Linked DNA regions of Danio rerio: region 2 is linked to region 1. Evidence: chromatin contacts called from public Hi-C data. All regions are on one chromosome and are shown on one strand. Each heading gives the region's core, a stretch centred on a gene start, on an enhancer-like site or on the middle of the called end of the contact. The rest is flanking DNA. Distances are from core to core; before and after follow the strand shown. Region 1 has its middle 49 kb from the start of nanos1. Region 2 holds the start of lbx2 (ladybird homeobox 2).

Region 1 (3,876 bases), core at 357-2,856:
ATACAACACCAACCCAGACAATATATCAGTTTAAACGATTAAAAATGTTAATAAAACTCTTTTTTTTTTTTTTTTTTTTTTTTTACTTTTCAGGGTTAAAAAGTTGTTTGCAGAAAGATCAAGCTCATCATTGACAGTAATAATAATAATAATAATAATGATGATAATCTTTACATCATGTTTTTGCAGACTGATTTTTTAATAAAGGAACACTATTTACTCATGCTCAAGTTTTACTTTATGAGTTTCTTTCTTCTGTCAAACACAAAAGAAATGCTGAAAACTTGTAACTTGTAAAACTCAATGGTTTCCAACATTTTTCAAAATATCTTCTTTTGTATTTAACAGACCAAAGACACAAATTTAGCTTTGAAGTCAAGAGTAAGTGCATAATGACAGAATTAGACATTTTTGTGTGAACTACCCCTTTAAGCTCACTTGCTGAAGTTGATATGTGATGGCAACAAAAGGCAACAAAATATGAATATTTAAGGAATGAATTGATGAATGTTTACCCAAAATAGATTGTGAAGTATTAAGTATTTGACCACTTACATTTTAAAGGTTAGTATGGAGATTTATAAAACAGACATTTACAAAAAGGATTTTAGATAAAAGCAAAGCAAGAAACGTGTCCATATTAGTGTTGCAAAAATAATCTTTGAAAATAAAATGGCAATTAAAAAACATTATTAATAAAACTTATTCTATAGACACCATAACAGATAAATTAATGAAAAGAATAAAATATATATAGTATATATTGCTAGCCTGTACCCTATAAAACGTATTAGGGGGGTTGGTATGGGGGTATTTCATTTATAACTTAACTTTTGCATATGTGTATGCAAATGCATGCTATTACTTAATCACCTGATGATGACAATAATATTTATTTATTTATTTACATACATTTAACCATTATAATTAATATTTATTCATTCATTCATTTTTCTTTGGTCTAGTCCCTTATTTATCAAGGGTTGCCACAGCGGAATGAAACACTGAAATAAATTTTATATATTAAATAAATAAATATTATAAACACATTTATTTATTGGAAAGAAAGAAAGGTATAATGCAACATTCTTTGAATTTTTTGCCATTATTTATACAGTTATACATATTATTGGCTCTACATAATTTATAGTAATATTAATAAATATCAATTTTAAGAAATTTTACATGCATTATAGTAGATTTTCGTATATGCGCTCACTATAAAACCCTCACTATAACAAGGCCTCTTTTAAAATATAAATGCCCTTTATACAGCTGCACGCTGATCACAAAGCAATTTACATGACTCCTATTCCCTATAGAATTTCCTGTATCTCAGGCTAGAAACACACCAAGCTGCAACGCTTTTATGCATTAGCAAGCACATCAAACCTGACGCCGCTATATCATCTCTCCACCCTGCAGGTTCACAGCGGTTTCTTCCATCTCTGTGGTTTTGTGTTTCTCTCTCCACTGCATTCTCAGGCATGGCTCTCATGCATCAGATAGATGGATGTTTGGATTGCACTGTCCTTCAGTACCTGTGGTCAGTTCCTGTTGCAGGAGCTCTGTGCGCTGCTCATGGGAGTGAGCGAAACCACACTGCCACCTACAGTCCTTCTTCTCCTCCATCACGTTCCCTGAACCAGACTGAAGCTCAAATCCTGAAATGAAAAAGAGATGTATTTCACAGCTTCGTAAGCATGTTATCTTTAATGAAGTAAACTGAAGAATTCAATAATTAGTTCAAAAATACTGTATACCACACCATAATAAAATATATAACTTGATACAGTTCAATTTGATGCAAGAAATATATAATATATAAATGCAAATAATACCAAGCATTCATTCATTCATTTTCTTGTCGGCTTAGTCCCTTTATTAATCCAGGGTCGCCACAGCGGAATGAACCGCCAACATATCCAGCACATTTTTACACAGCGGATGCCCTTCCAGCCGCAAACCATCTCTGGGAAACATCCACACTCACATCCACACTCATACACTACGGACAATTTAGCCTACCTAATTCACCTGTACCGCATGTCTATGGACAGTGGGGGTAATCGTAGCACCCGGAGGAAACCCACGCAAACGCAGGAAGAACATGCAAACTCCAACTGAGCCAAGGATCGAACCTGCGACCTTCTTGCTGTGAGGCGACAGCACTACCTACTGCGCCACTGCGTCGCCTAATACCAAGCAACAATGTAGAAAACCTCTCACAGAGTTAAACGAGCAACTGCTAATGGTGACTGTCTAGTGCCAAAAGTGTAAGACCTCCTTTGGTCAATCTGTCTTCTCTGTAAAGGGAGCCAAACTGTGGAATGATTTACCAGGTAGCTTAAAATCAAAAGGTAATCTAAATATTTTTAGTAGTGTTCTCAAAAAGGGGATAAAAACAAAACAGCAGTGTTTGCACAAATAGTCTACTGTTAGTTTGTTGGATCATGTCGCCTTTGCTTTTGCCTTCAGTAATTTTATGTAAAGAATTGTAATGCTGTGTATGTGTATTTATTATATTTCCATTTTGCCAATTTTTAAGCCTCCTGTGGACATGTGTTGAGAATTAGCAAGTTTGCTAAAACACTTAAACAAATGCTCTTTTGGTTGTCCAGTTTCATAGATAATGAAAAGCTAGGGCGAGGCAGTGGCGCAGTAGGTAGTGCTGTCGCCTCACAGCAAGAAGGTCGCTGGTTCGAACCTCGGCTCAGTTGGCGTTTCGGTGTGGAGTTTGCATGTTCTCCCTGCCTTCGCGTAGGTTTCCTCCGGGTACTCCGGTTTCCCCCACAGTCCAAAGACATGCGGTACAGGTGAATTGGGTAGGCTAAATTGTCCGTAGTGTATGAGTGTGTAAATGTTTGTGTGTATGTTTCCCAGAGATGGGTTGTGGCTGGAAGGGCATCCGCTGCGTAAAAACTTGCTGGATAAGTTGGCGGTTCATTCCGCTGTGGCGACCCCGGATTAATAAAGGGGCTAAGCCGACAAGAAAATGAATGAATGAATGAATGAAAAGCTAGGGAGGAAAAAAGAGTGGAGGGGGGTCTTTAACTTAGAAACGTAATCACCTGATGATAAAATTTTAATTCCATAATAAGAAGAAATGGAAAACACTAGAGGCCCTATCATACTCCAGGCGCAATAAGGCTCAAGACGTGTTTTGCACGATTTGTTGGTATTTTCAGACTAACGCAACAGTAATTTTCATGTTTTACGCCACATTGTTTAATTAGCAAATCCATTTTGCACCACTTTGTGGGCTCATGGTTGTTGGGGTTTATAAAGGCACATTGTTGATGAATTGTTGGCGCATTGTTGGCTATTGAAATAGACCGCGCAATTGACCTACTAAAAGCTGCTCTAAAGTGCAGCGCAGGGCAGAGTGCATTAGTTATGCGCCTTTGCTGGTCCAAACGCTTCCACATTGCTTAATACACACAGGATGTACATCAATACACAAATATCTTTACATATGAACAAAAATTAAGGATAAAAATGTTACAAAAATGATTATTTACTACATACAAATGCTTTTTTTAGTCTATTCATGACAATTTACATTAGTATAATGTTATTATTATTATCAGTATTGTTTATTATATGCATATTAATATTTGTTTCAATAAAATCGAAGTTAGATTTAGAGTTTGGAGACGTCTGCATCAACATATGGGGCATATGAATAGGACGTGTGTTTAGAATGACCACATTTCATTAGTATTTATTTGTTTGCTGGAAATTACAACTGAATTTAGAGATAGTTTTGAAACAAATCTTGGCGCTTAACAAACTAAATTAATGGATGTCTTGTTTCTTAATCCACGAAAGTAACAGAGTAAGGTAAAGAGTAAAGTAAAGAGAAAGTAAAGAGGC
Region 2 (3,876 bases), core at 771-3,270, 220 kb before region 1:
CGTCGTTTTTTGGATGCCTGTCTTTGGCCAAAGGCGTTGATGTGTTCACGACCTTAAAATGGAAAGAAAGGAGAGTTGATTTCCAGGAACACATGACAGAAATAATGCATGCAGGCAGTGTGTGTGTGAGAGAGAGAGATCTATACAATTTCATATAAGTTGGTAAGTCATTCTCAAGCAATATACAGATTTATATTAAGTAAAAAAGCTTGACTGGATTTCCTATTTTTGCTTATTTGGACTACAATTTCTATGAAGGTTACTCAAAGTTCCTTGGTGGTCCTATTTTTGGATGTACATGTTTCTTGAGTTGCTATGTGGTTCTCTGGAGACTAAAAAGTCCTTAATAACTTCTTTATATTAGTGTTTTGTTTCTATAAATTTTACACCAACAAAGCAAACTGTACATATAATTTTTAAAGATTTTTTTTGCATAATCAAGCTGCAAAATCCTGTTTGGTTCAAATTAGAACTTTTATTTTTGAGTGTACACACTGTTGTGTTATGTGATAGGCCGCAGTTGTTCATTCCAGCTGCATAACAGCTGTTCTTGAAAGAAGGGGAGAAACTTTCCAAAACATCTGAACTATTGATTGCCAAGTAAATTTGAAATATTTGATGTGTTAATCAAGCAGCCTATCACGCCACAGGACTGGCCTCAATCGTATTACCGACGACCTTAACTGCTAGTTTGACCCACAGAGACAGACAGTTCTGCAATGTCAACACGAACGTCATGATCTAGAACTGTTTTCAGTAAATATGTCAAGCAAACATGAATGATTTCCATCACTTTAACATCCTCGTAAACGCACGTCGATTTTTATCATATATATCATATATCATATATATCATATATCATATATATGAAAATAAAAATAACTTCGTTCTGTAGAAAAGGGTAATTTAGCTACTGACATTAACGGATAAGGCAAAACATTTCATAAAAAAAAAATGAATTAAAAATAGCAATTCGAGAAAATGATTGCTTGTTTTAAGAGGGGATATTTGCTTGAGAATCTAAGAAGTTTTGATTTTCAGGGCGGTGGGTGAAATTCCTGAAATAGTGACAATCACACTCTACGAACCGCTATTGAAATTCGGTTTAAAAATATGTAGGCTATGACAAAGAATTTAATAAATAAGCTAAGGTTATCTTCTTTTTTACCTAAAAGCGAAATAAATATGCTCCTTTTGACTAACAAGTAAGAAATAGTACACATACATTTGTATGTGTTCGTAAAAGGCTATTTTGTTTAATCGATGTCGTGTAAAACATGCATTTATAAAATGATGGCTCGCATTTTCCAAAAGCGTCACTAAAAATCCATATGTGCATTGAAAACAAGTGCGATAATTCGTTAATAATTATGAACTTTTTACCTTCTGCTGCTTGTATAACGCTGACTTCCAAACCCTTAAATGTTTTGCTCGCCAGCTCCTCCAGCGCGCACAACGGCGAGGACGGGGCGCTGATCCCGTTCCGAGATGCGCTCGAGCCGGTTACTTTCTCCAGCACCCGCGGAGGGCACAAACTACCGACGGACTTCTTAACGGAGGGCTTGTTTAAGATATCCTCAATGCTGAACGGGGTGAGAGGCTTGTTGGAGTTGGCCGGAGGTGGGAGTTGGTCCAAGGGACCCCGCCGCCTCTCCTCGCCGCTGGACTGCAAAACGGATCCTGCTTTCATGTCTTTAGAGCTGGAGGTCATCTCAGTCCCAAGAAACTATTTCGAATAGAAGTCACCTAGCTCGCTCAAACTTGTTTATACATACAAAAGCCTTGTCTGTTCCTTTCTTTACAAAAAATCGTTGTTGTTCCTCACTCTGAAGAGGCTCTCCAAAAGCACCATGCTTCAGGCGTCACATGCAGGAAGGCACCCGAACTTTAGTCCTCATACGCGGTGTTCTCTGAGCTGCTCCATGAAGATCTTCACCGTGTGTAGCCTTAGTGTCTCAAGGAGCCTCAAAACAGCAAGCAACCGCTAACGAGTTCTTGTTGATTGCTTTTGTGAAGTTCAATTAGAGAAACACTACACTACTTGCTGACCCGCTGCTCCGTCGTCTTAAAGGGCCAGACCATAATAATGAATTGGACCGAGAATAGGAGGAGTTTCCCCCTGAAGTTTAAAGAGAGGGGAGATGGCTCGGGATGTTTATGCATCTGTTGATGCATCCCACTCCCACTTAGGGAAAACCACGTGCTCCACCCGTATACCACCCTGAAAAGGGAGAGTGTGTGCTCATTAACACCAACACAGCCTTGAGTAAAGCAGTACGTTAATTAATACAATTTCATTTTAAAACAACAACTCAATTTCAAAACAACAACAATGATGATAATAATAATAATAATAATATGATTGATGAAAAATGTACAGAAACATTATAGAAATGTCTATAAAAATCCACATTGATGACATTCAAAAATGCAATATTTCAGTAATAATATATTCAAGAGTTGCCCTAATGGCAACAACTTGCTAATTAATATTGCAGGGTGTGATTATTGCACTTTTGGAGGCTGTTTTGACAGCGTAATTGTCTCACACCTTGTGTATCTGCTGTCATCATAACGCCAGGCTTTCAGCACAATACAAATTATTTTACTGAGAAAGCCGCATCAGTTATTGGACAACAATAATATTACACAATATAAATACACAAATTTGTATATTCCTTTTTACACTAATTTCACCATACATTTCAATGTTGATGCTAACAAAATGTGTTGGTTTTTGAAGTAACCTCTTCAATACTTAAATGACTTTTTTATGCAAGGGCATACATTTTTTTAAAAGATTATTATCGTTATATATTTTTGACAGGAATTTTTCCTTTTCATATGATTTTAGAGACCGCTTGAAGAACTTATCAATAATTATATATATATATATATATATATATATATATATATATATATATATATATATATATATATATATATATATATATATATATATATATATACTGGACAGTTCCATTCTACGAATTTGTAAAAATGCTCGTGGGTAAAGAAGAAAAAGCAGCATATAGCCTACTTCCAGCACTGCTGTTCTGACACAATGCGCGTCGGAGAGAATCTCAAATGATGCTCGTGGGACTCGCAAGAATATGCAGGTAAGAATACATCGTGTTTTTTTCTTTAGAAAGCACCGGATATATGAAAGCAACGGCTGATGTACCAGAAGAATATATTTAACAAAAGCATATCTATTTTTTTATTCTTACACAACAGGTCGTGATTTCTTGGTGCATCCATAATAGGCTACGATATGTTTTCTTTGTCCGATTCACCTTGCTTTTAAACATTAACATTTTTTTTTCCTTTATAGGCCTTTATAATCTATTTTTGATGTGCTCCTAATTGTTTTAAACGGTAAATTTGTATCACTTGTAAAATGAATGAAATGGTTTGGCACTTAATGACTGAGTTGCTAAATTGTAAACAGGCCTATAAAATAAACACAATTGAAATGTCTTCGCTTAAACCTTTGCTAAGGCCTGGTGAACATTTTGGTGGTCCCCCTATAAATATAAAACACTGGGTAATAAAGCAAGCGGCGACGTTGACATCTGACAATATTTAACAGGGTTTCAATAATCGATTAGGGTGATAGATGTCTCTCTTACACGAGTCATTTGCGATGTATGGCCAGGTTGAAATATCGCATTGTCCGTGCCAAGAGCACCATATGGTGACATCCGTACAGGGACTGAAACGAGCCAAACAGCTCACGAGCAGTAAAAACAGCACGACATTCTATTAGTGCGGGTCCAAAGCGGTCGACGTGGGCGACACAGGGCCAAACTCAATAGAATATTTTATGGCAAATGAGCACCAATGCATTGAACAAATGTAACTAACCAGACTGCA

Evidence for each region. A called contact is a pair of places that touch in the nucleus more often than the background predicts.
Region 2: a Hi-C map of embryo shows a contact between it and region 1, with 5 times the contacts expected there. The contact joins the promoter of lbx2 here to the enhancer-like site in region 1. A contact is called at or near these places in 7 of 18 Hi-C or Micro-C datasets (caudal fin, embryo, fibroblasts and 2 more) and 3 of 4 datasets of contacts at active chromatin or transcription factors (caudal fin, embryo and gastrula embryo).

The regions. Positions count from the first base shown.
Region 1 is chr14:5,692,656-5,696,531 of GRCz12tu, reverse strand. No RefSeq gene overlaps it. Among named protein-coding and RNA genes, the nearest start is that of nanos1, 49 kb to the right of the region's middle. Within about 2 kb of position 1,606, at least 3 of the 62 cell types and tissues checked have an H3K27ac peak or open chromatin away from gene starts, as enhancers often do.
Region 2 is chr14:5,913,812-5,917,687 of GRCz12tu, reverse strand. It overlaps lbx2 (ladybird homeobox 2), which reads right to left and starts at 2,020. Exons shown (of 2, transcript NM_001007134.1): 1 at 1,384-2,020; 2 at 1-52. The coding sequence starts at 1,711.